Linked DNA regions of Mus musculus: region 2 is linked to region 1. Evidence: chromatin contacts called from public HiCAR-type data. All regions are on one chromosome and are shown on one strand. The core of a region is the stretch at or near the end of the contact, and the rest is flanking DNA. Distances in the headings are between cores, read along the strand shown.

What was found. HiCAR-type assays count read pairs that join an accessible place to other places.
Region 2: a HiCAR-type map of astrocytes shows a contact between it and region 1, with 8 times the contacts expected there. The contact joins two enhancer-like sites. A contact is called at or near these places in 5 of 484 Hi-C or Micro-C datasets (B cells, nephron progenitors, neurons and 1 more) and 5 of 115 datasets of contacts at active chromatin or transcription factors (CD8 T cells, astrocytes, large pre-B cells and 1 more).

What each region holds. Positions count from the first base shown.
Region 1 is chr13:52,154,371-52,157,121 of GRCm38.p6, forward strand. No RefSeq gene overlaps it. Among named protein-coding and RNA genes, the nearest start is that of 4921525O09Rik, 59 kb to the left of the region's middle. Within about 2 kb of position 1,256, at least 116 of the 459 cell types and tissues checked have an H3K27ac peak or open chromatin away from gene starts, as enhancers often do. A contact at or near this core is called in astrocytes and uterus, where this site is marked.
Region 2 is chr13:52,044,957-52,047,713 of GRCm38.p6, forward strand. No RefSeq gene overlaps it. Among named protein-coding and RNA genes, the nearest start is that of Gm40948, 37 kb to the right of the region's middle. Within about 2 kb of position 1,260, at least 31 of the 459 cell types and tissues checked have an H3K27ac peak or open chromatin away from gene starts, as enhancers often do. A contact at or near this core is called in astrocytes and uterus, where this site is marked.

The DNA of each region.
Region 1 (2,751 bases), core at 6-2,505:
CCCTGTTTGCAAGATTGTCCCAGATTGGATCACAATGTACATAGAGATGGCTCTGAAATTCCCTCAGAGAACAAATTCCTCAATACAACTCTTCATCTGGAAATTTACCTAGCCACCCCCACCCCCGTCCACAAAAATGCTAACGTTTTTAAACTTGAAGGTGCATCAGAGGGGCCAGATGCAGTAGCAGACACATCTGTAAGCCCAGCATTCTTACAGTGAGATGGGAGGCTAAGACAAGGAGCCACAGAAGCGTGAGGGTCAGCTAGCCTTGGAGTGTGCAGTAGGGGACAGTAAGAGTGTCTCAGGCAAAAAGTCCCTGTATGGTTTAATAGGACCAGCAGAGGTTGTCCTGTGATCTCCACCCATGAGCTGTGGTATGCTTCCTCAGCCATGTTAATAAAGAGGGCAAGAATAAAAACAGTGATCAGCTGAACAGATTGGTGTTACCATTTATTTGGTGCATCCCAACACCCTGCTAGCATCTCTGTTTGCTTTGTGTCTGCACGCTCCACTCCTCTCTGGGGGGACGGAGAGTGCAAGGGGACTTGATTTTACTCCAGGGTGCACGTTTAGCATGGAAGCCACGGCTGCCTGCAGCAAGCAAGCAGGAGGGTGGAGGAGACTGTAGCCTCTGCTGGACACTGTGAATCGGTGCTTGTTCTGTGCTTACAATGAACATCATCACCATAGAAACCTGGCAAGAGCTGTGTAAGAGTCTGCAGCCTTCGCCAGATGAATGTTTTGCTGTTAGGATTTGCTGTGGTCCTATTAAATCATACGGGGTGTTTTTCTGCCGGGCAACAGGCGCTGTCATAAAATGCATCCATCATCAGATCCTCACGCCACCCGTTGACCAGCCCCATGGTGCGTGTTGACATAAGCGGGCTGCAAACGGCACCCACAGCTGCAGGCTTGTGACAGGGACTCCCTTGCAACAGGTGTATGCTTTAAAGGACCCTGAACCTGGATTTACAGTGAGGCCAGCTGCTGCCTTTGGGACTGACCATTTGTCATCTCTAGATGGGTCACCCTCCTAAAAGACTAGCTTGTTGGAAATTCTATCCTCACCCATGGGACCCTGTCATAATTTTCTTTTTGCTGGCTTCTGCTAGCAGGGAGAAAAGAAGCTGAACAGCTTGCCCAAGCTTTAAGTTACAAAATCAACCAAACAAAACACTCACTTAGACCAGGCAGTACTGAAACATTCCAGAGATCTGAGAGTCCCAAGGTTGGTTAGGAACAAGGTCCTTGCCTCCTCTGGCAGAGTCCAGAGGTGACACCCAGCTCTGCTTTGTACAGCAGAAAGCATCAGCTCTGAACACCATGGCCCGCTAAATGTCCTCCACAAGAAAAATATTGTGGGCAGTTTCTATTCTGGGAGGAACTTTTGGTAAACAAAAACTTTATCCGGGTGCCACTCATCACTGTACTGAAGAAGGGGAAAAGACTTGAAATAGCCAAGTGGACGATTTTGGTTGGCTCAAAGCCCGAGTTCTTCTACCAGCTTGGGTACTTTGAGACCCACACTCACAGAGTGCTCTTGGAGCTTCCTGACAAAGTTTAACTTGAGTGGCGCAGGCATGTACAGTTTTCTTTCTCAAAGTGAAAGTGACACGTGTTCAGAGGAGACCAGGAAGACGTAAGAATGTAAATCAATAAACGGTTTGCAGAACTGACCCACAACCTCCTGACCTATATATAACTGAAGGCCTACTGACTTGCGGTGTTCGTTCCTCTTGCAGAGAGACTTAGAGAAACAAGAGGAAACATTTGGAAGCTGGGGATCCAATTAATGAGGATTAGAGTCAGGTCTGGAAGTCCAGATGTCATAGCAACAGAATTAGGGTTAGGTAACATCCAGCTATATTGTCTTTCTCTAAGAAGCCTGGAGAGGCCAGAGGGAAGTGACGACCTGGGAAGGTGTGCTCTACCTAGGATCCCTCTGTCCTTTACATCGGTGGCTCTTGGGGGCTGAGGATGACCTTAGAGAACCTGCCTAGCATGCGTGAGGTCCTGAGTTCAATCCCCGGCACTGGAAGTAAAACAACTTACAAGGTCCAGCCAGAACTACTCAGCCTCCTTCAGTGTCAGGCACACACTTGCAGAGATGTATACAAGAATGCAGGGGGCTTGGGAGATGGGTCTCCATCCAGTGGGGAGCCCCAATCCCTAGGTTTGTGGTGTGGAGCTAGAGAGTCTTATGTCTCAGAACCTGCAGCTGCAGGGGTCTCAGAGTTCAACAGGTAGGGAGAAAGAGCCTCTTGGGCTCCAGCTCCCTTGGCTGACAGGGCTCTCTCACACAGAAGAGTTCACGCCTGGGCTGCTAATTGGATGGGTGTAGACCTTAGCTATCACAAGAGGATAGGCTAAGGGTCTCGTGGCCTCTTTCCTTCTTTAGGAAATTGAAATTACAGATCTAGACTAAGCCTCAGATGAATAGGAGTGTCCATCTCTGCACATGTCTGCTAGGGTGGGGTTGGGGCGCAGCCTCTGGGGCACTAGTTATGGGTCCACAGTGGGGATCCTGAGAAGCCTGGACTCTATCTTTGCGGGAAGCTTCAACCCCTAAAGCAAAGGTAGTATTTGGTCTCGGGAAAGACGCCTGGATGGAATTTGGGGTCCGGGCTCTTTCCTCCAGGCATGGGAGATACAGCACTGAATAAATATAGACAGGACTTGTGTTCTTGGAAGGATTTATTTTATTGTTGTTCTGTTTGTTCATCTTTTTTATTTATTTAAAGTCTTGCT
Region 2 (2,757 bases), core at 10-2,509, 110 kb before region 1:
CTGTGTCTGTTTGTATGGAGCTGTCTGGGGCTGGTAGCAAGCTGGTTATATGGGTGTGTGTACACTAAGGATTTGCAAGACAAGGTGAGTTATTCTCTGACCTAGTAACCATTAGTGACTACTCACTAATCCTGGAATTCTGGAAAGGGTGACTGTGCCTTGGAGCAATGACTAGGCTCTGAAGTCAAAGGTAGAGGCAAATATGTCAGTTCCACTGTTGACCTGTGGTAGGTTGGTTTTGAGATCCCATAGTCCTTTCTGCTCAGTGAGCTGCATGGACAAACTGTGATTTCCCCCAAGAGGAAGAAGATTCCGGGGGGGGGGGCGTGGGGGGTGGAGAGAAAGATGGGTGCGGGTATCAGCTACCACAGGCTTCAAAGCCATGCCCACAAATGTCCTTGAATAGGACATATACCCTTGTAGACAGGCAGCAGGACCCCCAGTGCACTGAATCAGGAGCCCCTACAATACACAACCTCTATTTCCCTCCTGCCTGGATTCCTGGGCAGCACTTGGTAAGTTCTCGTTAGAAAATAAGCTTATGGGGTTTAGGCAGATGGTTCAGTCAGTGGCGGGCTTGGCACGTGAGCATGAGAGCTGGGCATGGTGGCACTTGTTTATAATCCCAGTCCCTGGCAGGCAGAGACAGACAGATCCCTATGTAGCTGAATTGGTGAGCCCCAGGCCAGTGAGAAACCTTGTCTCAGAAGAACAAGATGGATGACTCTAGGAGTCTCACCTATCATGCTCCTGGGGCTCCTGTGACTTGTTCAGTTGCTGAGGGAGTGCCCTGCCTCTCTGGGGATGGGGACAGTTACAGTCTGGCCTATGGGCGGCCCACCTCAGCACTCACACGTCCCCTCCCTGCTTCTGTCTGTTTTCTGAAACTGTAACATAATACCTGAACCAGGTATTTGTTATAAAGAAGGGAGGCTGGGATTCAAGAGCAGTGCTGACCTGTGCTGCACATGGCACTGGTACCACATGGTGGAGTCTGCCCTGGGGGTTATGGAGAAAGAGTCTCCCAGCAACAGGGAAACACACCAGGCAGGGATACTAGCAAGGTCATTTTTCAGAGGTGCCAGCGTGCCGAATACAATGTGAAAGGAGGTGCAAGAGAAAGCCAGAAAGAGTCTGCCAGCACCTGAGGGACACTGGGAAGCTGCTTGTCCTGTCAGCATGTGTGGCCACCCCATTGTGGGCTACTGGTACTGGACCATGAGCCTCTCTGCCAGCTTAGAGGCTGGGCTGCAGAATGAATGCTGATAAGGAAAGCTTTGGCAGCACAGCCCCCTACAGATTCCCAGCAGCTCTGGAGAGGCAGCCCTTCCTCCACGGAGTAACAGTTAAGGTCTTGCAGGAGTATTTCTTATCACCAAATATTTAAACAGAATTGAAGAGAATTAACGCTGTTTTCTTCGTCTCTCACTGTCCAGGATCTGTGGTTCTTGTCCTGCCAGGCAGAGCTGTTCCGTGGAAATGTTTTCCCTTCTAGCACTTCCCGGAGTGGACTTGAAGCAGGGCGGGCGGGTGGGGTGGGGGTGGGGGGGATGTGAAGGGGAGTGGTGGGAATGTCTGTCTAAGGCAGTGTTGCTGAGTAATGCTATGTTTTCCTGGGAACCTTCTTCAAGGAGTGACATGGTCCAACTTTATCGTTAAAATGCAGAAATATACCAGTATTATAACCTTCTCCCTGTTATTCACAGGGAGGAGATAACAGCAATTTTGAGCTCCCAAATGCTTGCTTTCATCAACCCTGCTAGCTCAGACACTCTGTCCCGTGAGGCTGTTCCCGTTTCTTCTCAGACCTCCCTCCAGCCCGGCAAAGCATCCTGTTCATTCTTTTGGATGTGTGGGGAAAACAGTCAACAACTCCTGGGAAAGCAATTTAATGTGTGTATGTGTGTGTGTGTGTGTGTGTGTGTTTAAAGGGATAGTAACATCATCTGTGGAAAGTGGAGGGAGCCGCTACGGATGTCATGTGGTGGTGCGCCGTCTCCAGAAGCCTCGGCGGCTAGTGAGGGACACAGAGTTGTTTTGGCAAAGATTCGACAGCATCAGCTTGTTTGAGAGACACAACAGCAAAACACCACATGTCTGGGGGCTGCAGCGGCCTCCTTCATGGAGGGTCTGGTGCTTCTTCAGGATGCTGCAGCTGTGTGTTGTGACTTAGGAATGCTGGTCTGTTCCCATGGCATGGTGGCTCTGGGGATGGCTGCGGTAGGAGGTGGGGGTTTGGGAGGTGTGTCTGATACGTTAACACAGGTGCAGGCCCTTGAGGGGAAAGCTAATTATTTGAAAAGGAGCCTCACTGGTGGGTGGTGGGGTGGGGGCTTTCTAATCCAGAGAATACACAGCATGGCTGTGGCAATTCATCAGGAGCTGGGGCATCTCTTCACATTTCTCTGAGACTCCAGCACCAGCGTGACCATGTCCAGACCATGTCTAAACCGTCACAATGACTCTGGCTAAAGACATAAGAAGATGGGCCCCAGCTTTCAACTTGGCCTCAGGCAGATCTAATAAGATGTTGAGGAAGTCTCAGAGTCCTCGGAGGATGTGGATGCTGTTCTCCTGGGGACCGGTCCTCTTCCCTCACCTGCCCTTCCCGAGGTCATCATGGTTTTGGGCCCTTTGTGGCTTGTCTTCATGTGTGGAAAAGGGAAAAAAAGCATTGTCTAAGTGCCGTGTTGGAATGACTTGTGTGTGCACTGAAACCCTGGGCTCTGCATGTGACTTGGTGACTTTCACTGGTCA